2 separate regions of the Lactuca sativa genome follow, and region 1 is linked to region 2. The links are chromatin contacts, called in public Hi-C maps. All regions are on one chromosome and are shown on one strand. The core of a region is the stretch at or near the end of the contact, and the rest is flanking DNA. Distances in the headings are between cores, read along the strand shown. Region 1 holds the start of LOC111904731 (probable inactive receptor kinase RLK902). Region 2 holds the start of LOC111904732 (ADP-ribosylation factor-like protein 8c).

Evidence for each region. Hi-C and Micro-C count contacts between places; a contact is called where the count stands out from the background.
Region 1: a contact with region 2 is called in a Hi-C map of leaf, with 8 times the contacts expected there. The contact joins the promoter of LOC111904731 here to the promoter of LOC111904732 in region 2. A contact is called at or near these places in 2 of 4 Hi-C or Micro-C datasets (leaf and seed).

What each region holds. Positions count from the first base shown.
Region 1 is chr3:89,620,122-89,626,195 of Lsat_Salinas_v11, reverse strand. It overlaps LOC111904731 (probable inactive receptor kinase RLK902), which reads left to right and starts at 2,130. Exons shown (of 2, transcript XM_023900459.3): 1 at 2,130-3,676; 2 at 4,309-5,121. The coding sequence starts at 2,359. The coding sequence ends at 4,925.
Region 2 is chr3:89,427,826-89,433,680 of Lsat_Salinas_v11, reverse strand. It overlaps LOC111904732 (ADP-ribosylation factor-like protein 8c), which reads right to left and starts at 1,370. Exons shown (of 6, transcript XM_023900461.3): 1 at 1,170-1,370; 2 at 283-364; 3 at 160-192; 4 at 1-73. The coding sequence starts at 1,207.

The DNA of each region.
Region 1 (6,074 bases), core at 881-3,380, 190 kb before region 2:
TATAAATATCACATTTCATATAAAAATAAATATATTTCATAAAAATAAATGTATTTCATAAAAAGATTTCATGTAAAAATTGTTATAAAAACTAATTTCTAAAATTTTAACTTAAAAATATATATAATAATAATAAAGTTGTGAAAAAATTAAGGAGAATTTTAAAAGAAATTTAAATTAAAAAATAGTAATAAAAGAGGGTCGAAAATGTAAAAAGAAAAAAAAAATTGAGAGACTAACCTTGTAATATTTCAAATGGTTCTTGCATAAATTTTTACAAATGTTCCTTAATCAAGTTTCACAAAATCATAGAAATAATCATTATAAAAAAAATCAACTTAATAGATCCATCTAATAGACATCCACAGTAAGTACCATTAGTGTGTAAGATTTGCTCTATAGGAACCATCTCAAAGGAAAAAGTTTAATAGAGACCATTTAAAAAAAAACGATAAACCTAAAGGACTATTTGTGAATTTTTTTTCTACTTTTTATGATTTCCTTCTCTAATATACTTAAATTATAGGATAAAAACCCACCCTTTGTTTTTTCTTAGATGTATATAAACCTTAAAGTTATGCTTTGATTTCTATTGTGATATTATTAATTATTTAATTTGTCATATTTGTTTCATAAAAAAACCCTTCTTTATAAAATTTGTATCTTTATTGTCTATTGCTAAGTTTATATAGTCAAGATGACAAATCTAATTATATTTGCTTGAATCATAACTGTTTTATGATCATTAAGACAATTATGACTAATGATGAATCAAATCATAAGATTAAGTTAATAAAACAATGAACTTTAATGTGTATAAAATTTCATTAGATGACCAATATGTACACCAATTGATTTCCATGACCATTTAGATCAATTCAGATTAAATCAAGCATGATATGAATTAAAGAATGATAATAGAGATAGTTAATCGTATAACTCTTGTGCAATGTTTTAAAAACCGATTTGAACCGATTGATTGAACTGGAAACCGAAAAAGGAAGTGGTTCAATTAGCATCAGTTTTATATTTATTTCTGAATCGGAATGAACCGGTTGGTTTTTACAAAAATCCGGTTGAACCGGTTAAATTAAACAAAAACACATGGAAATTAATCATTTTCATACCAAACTTTTTTTCACAGCTATTTAGATTTATTTAAATAAACACATATGATAAATATTATAATATTTTTTAATGCGTTTGTATTTATCTAAAATTATATTTTGTTTCCATATTTTACTTTATTTTATTTTTGATGTACGCAGATTGATGTAAAACTTACGGTTATGCGTTTTTAATGTATTTAGATTGATCTTCAACTTATATTTATGTGTATGTTTAATGTTTAAAATTATGGATCTTTGTGTGTATGTAGGAAAATAGGAAAAAAAATATAAAAATTATAGAAGCCCGTTGAACCGAAGGTGCAACCAGTAATCGGTCACCATACCGGTTCAACTAAAAAACTGGTTTTTAAAACATTGTTGTCGTGTCAAATGTCATTATGATCATTTTAAAATCAAACCAAGAGGCTTAACCACATTAGAAATCAATGAATAACAGTAATATTCATTGCATTTTATAGAAATCAACCATAAGTAAAGGGCTGATCAAGTTTAAGTAAGAGTATCTCTCTCATCATAGTGACCAAAAAACAGAACTCTTAATCTAGGGTTCATCTCTATTTCCCTGAATTTTGTTTCTACGATTTAGAGTTCATATTTACCCATAGGTATTTAGTTTTTTTAATTAGGGCTTACATATCGAGAGGGTGCATTTGTTTCTTGATCTCTGTTCATTTTTCATTTTGCTTTACAGCCTTTACTGATTTGAAGACTATGTCCTTTCTCTTCCATTTGGGTACATACTAAAGTAGCTTTTGACTACATGTTCATAATATTCTTCTTCTGTGTTGTTGGTTTGTTTCGATATATGTTTTGTGAAGAACATGATGGTGTGTGTATATATGTGTGAGAGAGTTTAAAAATTATTAACATATTAAAATAAATTAAAAAATATAATATATTTTTTTGTACTATAAAAAAAATTAGACTACTATACAAATACAAGTTAAAAAGATAATAGGCTATATCCACTTAATTTATTATTATTTTTTTTTTCGAACAATTGCCAATTTTACATTTTACTCGTTACTTTTTATGAAAGTCACATTGTTTGCCCCTATCTTTCTCAAAATTTGGAATCTTACCTCATTGAACTTTTTCTATTGAGTTGCCCCACAACCCGAATCGTTCTAGAGAGAGAAAGTGAGGAATAAACTGCTCTTTTTCTACTCCTACTGCCACACCACTCTCAAACGTAGTGGCCTCTCTCTCTTCTTTCTCTCTCTCCAAGATGAAGAAAAATCCTTTCTTTTTCTCTGTAATCCTTTTCTTCTCCCTCTTCATCGCCGGTAAGCCTGACCTGAGCGCCGACAGGTTAGCCATCCTTGCTATCCGCTCAGCCGTCGGCGGCAGATCCATCCTATGGAACATCTCCCAACCCTCCACCCCTTGCACATGGCCCGGTGTCTTCTGCGACAACAAAACCAACCGTGTCGTCGAACTTCACTTCCCCGGAATGGGTCTCTCCGGCCAACTCCCCGACAACACCCTCGGCAATTTGACCCAACTTACCACTCTCAGTCTCCGTTACAACGCCCTCTCCGGTCCTCTCCCCGCAGACATCTTCTCACTCGTTAACCTCCGGAATCTCTACCTCCAAAACAATCTGTTTTCAGGCCCGATTCCGGATTCGTTTTCCCCTCTCGTGAATCTCGTTAGGGTTAGCTTCGCGAACAACAATTTATCCGGTACTATTCCGAATTCGATTAATAATTTGACCCGTTTAGCCACATTGTATTTGGAGAACAATGCGTTGACAGGTTCAATTCCGGACCTAAACCGGACTAATATCGCTCTTTTCAATGTCTCCAACAACCAATTAACCGGAGAAATCCCATCAAAGTTCTCGGTTTTCCCAGATTCCGCGTTTTCCGGTAACTCCCTCTGCGGAGGTCCGCTTGCAAGCTGTAACGGGTCAGAGTCCGGGCCGGGCGCAGTGCCATCCAAATCCAAATCAAATAAGCTCTCCGGCGGCGCCATTGCCGGAATTGTGATAGGATCCGTACTGGCTCTGTTACTAATTCTTATAATTTTGTTCTTTTTGTGTTGTAAGAAGAGAAATCAAAAGGAGGAGACAAGGCCAAAGGATCTGGTCGAAGCAAAGCATGTAGAAGTTGAGATGCCCCGTGAGAAATCCACTGAGAATGTTGACAGTTACCCATCGTTAACGGCGGCGGTTGGTGGCGCAGGAGGTGCTGCGAAGGGGAAATCCGGTGAGGTTGTTACTAAAAAGCTAGTGTTCTTCAAGAAGAACAAGGAGTTAGGTAAGTTCGATTTGGAGGATTTACTGAGAGCATCCGCTGAAGTTTTAGGGAAAGGGACATTCGGCACTGCCTACAAGGCGGTGCTGGAGATGGGTTTTGCGGTGGCCGTGAAAAGGTTGAAGGATGTAACAATGGCGGATAAGGAATTCAGAGAGAAAATCGAAGGTGTAGGAGCAATGGATCATGAGAATTTAGTTCCTTTAAGAGCGTACTACTGCAATGGCGAAGAAAAGCTTCTTGTCTACGATTACATGCCTATGGGAAGCTTATCTGCTCTCTTACATGGTAAATTATCTCTTCTTCAATTCCTAAACATAATTACCATTTCCTAATTTCAAATTATTAACCAAGAAATCGTGGATCTCGATTCTTGATTTTTGAAATTCCCTAATTTTTTAATCATAATGTGGGTGGTCAACTGTCTTTTTCAAATTAAAAATTTCAAGGTTGTTCTTAGATCTGTCATATATTGATATAACTCTGCACACAATGTCGTTTGGTAAATGGTAATGAAGTGAGATTAAAGATACTAATCAGGGTATTAAATTAATGGGGTAGTTGGGTTTAAGCATTTCTTCTCAATCTTCCTAAAACAAAAATTAGGGATAAAATATACTCCGTACTTATTTTATTTTACTATTAGAAAAAACAAGATTTGTAATGTAACTTTCTTAAAAAAAACAAGAAGTTACTTTACCGGTAATACTAGTAATTTTTGAGCTTTTTTAAAAAAAACAAGAAGTTACTTTACTGGTAATACTAGTAACATTTTGAGCTTTTATAAAAAAAAACTCAAAAAGTTACTACTAATAACTTTGAGTTTTAGTGTTAAAACCCAAAGTTAATGATAGCTGACAATTTTGTCAGCTATCGATCAATAACTTTCAGAAAACTGATGTTATTGAACTATTGTGTAGGTAACCGAGGAGCCGGTCGAACACCATTGAACTGGGAAACCCGATCTGCGATCGCACTCGGAGCGGCCCGCGGAATCACCTACTTACACGCGCAAGGACCAACCGTATCTCACGGAAACATAAAATCATCAAACATTCTTTTAACAACAACCTACGAATCCCGTGTCTCCGATTTTGGGCTCGCTCAGCTCGTGGGCCCCATCTCAACCCCAACTCGTATAGACGGCTATCGTGCACCGGAGGTTACGGATATCCGAAAAATCTCCCAAAAAGCTGACGTGTACAGTTTTGGTGTGTTACTATTGGAGCTTTTAACGGGTAAAGCCCCGACCCATGCGTTATTGAATGAAGAAGGGGTTGATCTTCCAAGGTGGGTCCAATCTGTGGTTCGTGAAGAATGGACTTCTGAAGTGTTTGATCTTGAGCTTCTTAGGTATCAAAATGTGGAAGATGATATGGTTCAATTGTTGCAATTGGCTATTGAATGTTGTGCACAATATCCTGATAAGAGGCCTTTGATGGGTGATGTGATGAGTCAAATTGAGGAGCTTTGTAGGTCGAATGGGGTGCAAGAGAGGGAAGGGAATTTATCGAGTGATATCGTGAGTGATTCTTGATTCTTGATGTTTTCTTGAAATTTGTTGTTTTTGATTTGATTTGTTGTTGTTGATTTTTTATACACATTGTAGGTTGTGTAGTAAATTGTGATATGAAATCGAAATGAATGGTATTCTTTTCTTTGTTTTTTTGTAAACATGTTTTTTTATATGGAAGTATGGAACCACAAAAGAAGGAAGTGGTTAAGTTGTTATATGTGGTTTTGTAATATTGTGATGAATTAATTGTGTATAATGCAATTGTTTATTTGGTCATTGAAGAGTAGGTGTCAAAGTTAAAAAGTCGTTTATGATTATTAAATGTGTGTCTCCCTTGAAGTTAGTATCTTTTTATTTAACTGTAGGGACACAAAAGAAATATATTTTTTATTCGAACGAGAATGACTGAACCGAATTAGTTGTAGGGACAGAGAATGAGACCGGAGCATGTGAGTGAGAGCCAATTCGACTGATGTTCCGGTATCAAATGCACATATAAAGGAGTAGATTCTAAATGGAAACTTTTTTTCTATTAGAAAATAACAAAATTAAGTAATTTTCTTATAAAAAGTTATGGATATTAGGATGAACGGGACACTCCACCTAAGCTTCATCTCACTAAACCTTTATTATTATTATTATTATTATTATTTAAACATAAAATATACTAAACAGCTCCTAAATTATTCTATATATGTTTAATGCAAAACTTGAACCCCCGACTTCAAGGAAGGAGGACAACACCGGATACCATTGGACTAAAAATCATTCTTTTCATTCTATATAGAAATTAGGATGTGGTGTTAGGGACAAACTCTTAAGCCTTTTGCTTTTAAGAGTATCCACCACCAATCATAAATACGGTGGATGTCATGTCTCTACAATCTCATCACCACACACAATCATATTAGGTTGCTATACTCATCTTTCCACAACATTATATCCCTTTTATTTTTTGATTATATAAATAAAAAATATTTTTAATTATTTAAAATGTAGAGAGAGGTAAAGAGAGATAGGGAGAGAAAAAAATATGATTGGATATGGTTAATTGTGGTGGTGACCACAATCCACTACTCCACATCATCACCACAATTACACGGGGTGGTGTTCTCATTCCCACCACTATGTCACATCAATGACGCCGTTGAATGTATACCAGAAGCCTTA
Region 2 (5,855 bases), core at 121-2,620:
TCCGTTGCCCTCCAAGATCCCAAAGCTTTATCGTCACGTTTCCTTTTGTAACTTTTCGCATGTTAAATCCCACCTGATTATCGAAATTAAATGATTTAAAATAACATAATGTGTAACACTAATAATAAAATGATTTTTCATCGTTTAAAAGATACCTACAGTTGGAATCATGTCCTCACTGTAGCCGCCTGTCTGGTGATTAAAAAGTAATAATAAATCAGAGTTTGATTATTTTTTTAATTGGAAAAGAAGAAATAAAATTGTGGAAATGAAGATTTTTACAGCAATGGAATTCACAAGAGATGTCTTTCCAGCATCTTGAAGGCCCACAAGTGAAAGCTCCATTTCCTGTTTAAAGAACAAACTGATATCTAAACATGGTGAGAATCTTAAAGTTAAGTTTAAACACAAGCTTCAATGCAAGAAATAGCATCCTACTTTCATTTTTTTTTTTTGTTATTAAGGCATTGTGTTTTGAAATATCTATTAAGTTGTAGGATTACTGAATTGTACTTTTTTTATTATTAGGATGCAAGAAATAGCATCCTACTTTCATTTTTTAGCTTTATTTAATATTCTACTTCAAAATAAGCAACAGCCATTCACCAAATAAAATCGATTAAAAGTGAAGAAAAAAAAGTTAGGCTTTCTTGGAAGCACTTAATTCAACTCCCTTCTATAAATCTTCTTTCAGAACCTTAAAAAGTAAAAACAGTCTATAAAACGTTCTTTAAATTTTTTGATAAACGTTCTTTAATATTATGAATTCTATCAAAGATTAATTCGATTGATTAAAAACATGTGGATACAACACTAAGATGCAAAATTTTATGGTTTTAATCTACTAAATATATCCAATTACTAGGTGCTACAGTGTGGAAGCTTAGTTCATATACCCCGTATTTCCCCCCTTTAGTTCCATAATCTTGACATAAAATTGTCAACTAGAGATAGCTAAATCAAAATCTACAAGAAGTTCGATAAGTAGAACACGATTTGGTGTTCAACGAACTAGCCGGAAATTTAGCAGATGCAAGATTGATATGAGCCACAAGTCAATAAAGTAAAATGAACAAAGAGGAAGGAAAAACGATCAAAAAGCATGAAATAAGTGAGAATTAGAGAGACATGAAAGTACGAATTGAAGGGTAAGTGTTCGACGGAATTACCTACGAAGCCAATTGAGAAAAGAATCCCACAAACCCATCTGGAGAGAATATGGAAGAGGTGTTTGCAGAATAATGCAAAGAACCCTAAAAGTTGGTTTCTAGAAATCTCAGGAAGAGTAAGGAATTGACATCAAAAAGCAAGAGGAGGGAAAAACCTTGGGCGATTGTGGAGCAGGTATGTATGTGTACGTTTCCCCACTGTTCGGCAACAATTAGATGGCCGTAGGGATAATAATGTCATTTGGCATTTGGCATTTGGCTACCTCTATTTCTTTTTTCCTTTTTTTTTTCTTGGTAACTTAAAATTGTTTTCATAATTCATCTTTAAGATTAAGTTTATAGTTTGTATGTAAAAAAACTCAGATGACTTATGTTAATTCGTAGGGCATAAAAAAACAAGTTAAAGATTCAAACGAGGTGTGAGATCCAAGAATCAATTTTCAGCCGTACGTTTAGGAGTTTAAAAAGCAATATAAAATAAAAAGCTATTGAAATTCAACTTTAGTTACTTTTAGTTTTTTTAAAGTGCTAAATCATCGTCTTGGTTAAATATTCATGTAACGAAGTCTTTGGGAGATACGTTTGAGATAAGATGGATTGGAATTTAGAGTTTTCTTATTAAGTTGTTTTCAAATGACTCATTCGGATTCATAGTTTTCTTGTTCGATTGTTTGAATGGAATGCTTTTAAGACCTATTGATCACAAGAGAATATATGGGTCGGTCATAATTCAAAACGGTGTTCTAGAATTGCACTCTAGATAGTATGTGAGATTTTTAAGTTGAAATGAGAGTAAATTGTTACTTGGAGATGCCTTTTACGAAAAAGTTATTATAGTGTTTGAGGATGAGGACAATGACTATCACACTTGTAGTATGTATGTGCCTCCATCGTGCTTGCTTTCCACATGTGATCGTATTACACAGGATGAGGACAACAACTATCACACTTGTCTATCGTGCTTGCTTTCCACATGTGATCGTATTACACATGATATAATGGGACCTCGACGTTTGCTTTCCACATGTGATCGTATTACACATGATATAATGGGACCTCGACGTTACTTTGAGTTCAATAATATCTCGACTCAGTCTGAATTTCGCTTCACGTGTCGGTATTTTACTACTCGGCTCAGTCTTGCTGAGCTGGTACATTACTAAGACTATAGGGAGTGAATGCGGCTAGGCCGCACCTTTTGCCACATAGGCAAGGAAACCCCTCTCCGCCCTATGCGGAACCGCACCTCTCCCTTCGATTACCAAGCTTTTTGATTGGGTGATGGGTTGGTGGACCGTTGAACGATCACTTGTGTAAAAAAATTGTTTTTTACCTATAAATCCATACTTTTACCCTTATTTCTTCAAACCAAAACCAATATTTTACAATTTTCTATACTTTTTCTCTCAAAATAACTAGAAAAATGTCATCTTCTTCGTCGTTTGAAGAATTTCAATTTCTTTTTTATAGTGTCGTCGCTTGTGGTCAAATGGCGGAGCAAGCCTATGCCTCTCTATGCAATAACATTGCTAAAAGTTCTCAAAAGAGAACACAAAGATATATTTACAAAAACCGTGAAGAAGTCAACCAATGTTTGATACAAGATTACTTTCACGAGAATGCCACTTTTCAAGGGTACTATTTTTGAAAGGCGCTTCAGAATGTTCAAACCTTTATATGAATGTATAGTCGAAGATTTAATGAGGGTGTAGTTTTTTCTAACAACATCCCGATGCTAGAGGTTCACTCCCTTACAAAAATGCACAACTATACTTTATCAATTAGCATATGGCATCACGCCCGATGCGTTGAACGAGAGTTTTAAGATGTCCGCTAGCACCGCATAAGGCTGTCTCCACTTTTTTTTTGCAAAACTATGAATGAGTTTTACGGTCTAAAATATTTACGTAGCCTACACACAATGAAATCGTACAATTGCAAGCTCATCATGATAGCATACATGGCTTTCCTTGAATGATAGGAAGTTTAGATTGTCTCTCTTAGGCATGAGAAAATTACCCTACCCACACCATTTTCAATTTACCCAAGGTGATCACGGTCACTGTAACACCCGGTTCCTGGTACATATTTAAATTCAAGTGTATATTTTACTCTGGGACTTAGCGAGTTAGAGGCCCAACTCGTCGAGTAGACTCGATTTTGACCGGGAAGTTTAATGATCTAATCGACGAGTCGGGAGACCGACTCGACGAGTAGAAGCTGTCTGGATGAAACCCTAATATTTAGTGTTTGCACCCTATTTAAACGACTTATTTTGCCTCAACCAGCCCCCATCGTCCCTCCTCAACCCAGAGAAAACCCTAACTTGAAACCCTAAGCCTTATTTGAGTGTTTTTGAGCTTTTTGGTGCCTTTTGTGTGTATTTGAAGTTGGAAAAGGAGAAGGAAGCTTGGGAGATCAAGAGAGAGCAAGTAGATCCAGAGAGAGCAAGTAGATCCAGAAGTCTTGGCACATTTCCTGCTCATTTGAGGTATAAAGCTGATACCTTGGCTATTCATTACTTAGATCTTGATTTGGGGCTATTTTCTACCTTTTCTAAGCTTTAGAGAAGCTATACTCAGATTTATGTGTATATTTGGAGTTGTACTTCAGATCTAGAACCATTGAGGGTTCCCATGGCATAAAGGTGCCAACTTTATGGCCATGGGAGACCCATGCAACATATAAACCCCTTTTTATGGCTTTTTGAGCCAAAGACCCCATGCATGGACATCAAGTTCGTAGCTTTACGTATAATATGGACCCTAGGAGGTCAGATCTATGGTTTGGAAACATTTAGACCAAGTAAAATTGAATGTATAGTTTGGGACAAAAAGGGACTCGGCGAGTCGGGACGTATTTTCCACCAAATCCTTTATATTAAAGGACCAGATGATAAGATTGAAGATCACTCAGTTGTCTAGGCTCTTTAGGGACCTGGAAATCATAGAACTCAACGAGTGGATGAGCTAACTCGGCGAGTTCAAGGCAATGTCCCAACCACATGAAGACGGACTTCGACGAGTTCAGGGAGAGCTCAGCGAGTCATAGACTAAAATACCTTCATACGAATGAAGATGAACTCGACGAGTTCAAGGACGAACTCAGTGAGTCAGTTGAAGAAGGTCCCTATGTTTGTTAAAGGAGAACTCATCAAGCTCTTGCTATACTCGACGAGTAGGGACATGATTGTAGCCTTTGGTGGACGTGGGGACTCTGCGAGTTGGTGGAGCAACTCGGCGAGTCGAGTCAACCAGATGTTGACTTTGACCAAGGTCTTGACCTTGACTTTGACTTGGACTTGAGTTGACCCTGGTAGGGGTTATGAGTATGAAATGGTAACTTAGAAAGGATGATGTGTAGGGATCGAGGAGTCGAGAAGAGTTGATTTCCGTACCGAGGACAGTGTAGTCACTACATGACATTGAAGTGACTTACTTTCCAGTAGAAGTGGGTCTACGACACCAAGGCCGACCCACTAGTAGTTGATTATAGTATAAATGATTGTCTATGTGATAATTGTCTGGTTTGCTATTATTTGACATGTTCTATGTTCCGGTATGTTTGTTCTATGTGCTAATGGTAGTAGGAGGGGGAATAATCCCCAATTCAGTCGTTAGGACCGAAGGGTAGGTCGGACACCCCAAATATGTCTTACAGCATGATTATGATATATTATTATGTGATAGGAGTATGGGTGAAATAGTCCCCGTGACTGGGTGAGATAGACCGGAGGGTAGGCAGGCACCCCAGAATGGCCTGACATGGGTAGATCAACACCATAGAATGGCTTGACATGGGTAGGTCAGCACCCCAGAACTCCCTGACAGTATGTATGGTTGTATGATATGTAGTATGATGGGGGAACTCACTAAGCTTTGTGCTTACGGTTTTCAGTTTTGGTTTCAGATACCTCTTCATCTAAGGGGAAGGAGCCGGTAAGGTAGCAACACATCGCATACACATGATTCAGCATTTGAGAACCCTTAGATTGTACTCTGACATTATACTATTTGACATTATGGTTTTTGAAACATGTAACTATGGTTTTGTGGTTTGAAGTGATATTAGTAATGTTTTACGCGAACAATTTTACAAGTATTATAATTAAAAACAAAAATTTTCGGACTCGATTTTTGGGATGTTCCAGTCACCCAAAGCTTATACTTGAAGTGGTGGTGTCACATGATCTATGGATTTGACATGTTTTTTTTAGTTCACTCGGTTTAATTAACGACATCAACATTCTTAATCGTTCACCTATATTTAATAACATATATGACAGATCCGCACCAAAGCCTTCTTTTCAAGTGTGTGGAACGCCATATAAATAAAAACATTGAAAATATTATATTATTGTCATAAAATTTATATTTTATCAATGCGATGTCATAAATATTTAATAGGAAAAATTAATTATTAAATAAATAAAAAATATCTAAAACTAAATTATAATTAAAGGGTAAAATGAAATATGGTTAAAATAGAAAGGGGTTATCGGTACAAGTTAGTAAAATATATTTACGACTAAATATATATTGAGTGGTCAAAATAAAAAAAATCAAATAAGCTATCAAGTTGAATTGTATTAAATGGTCAAAATAAATAAATGCTTAGTAATAAGCTATAAATAAATCTCTGGAGATACTCTTAGTATTTTATATTTTATGTATTGTATAAGAACTT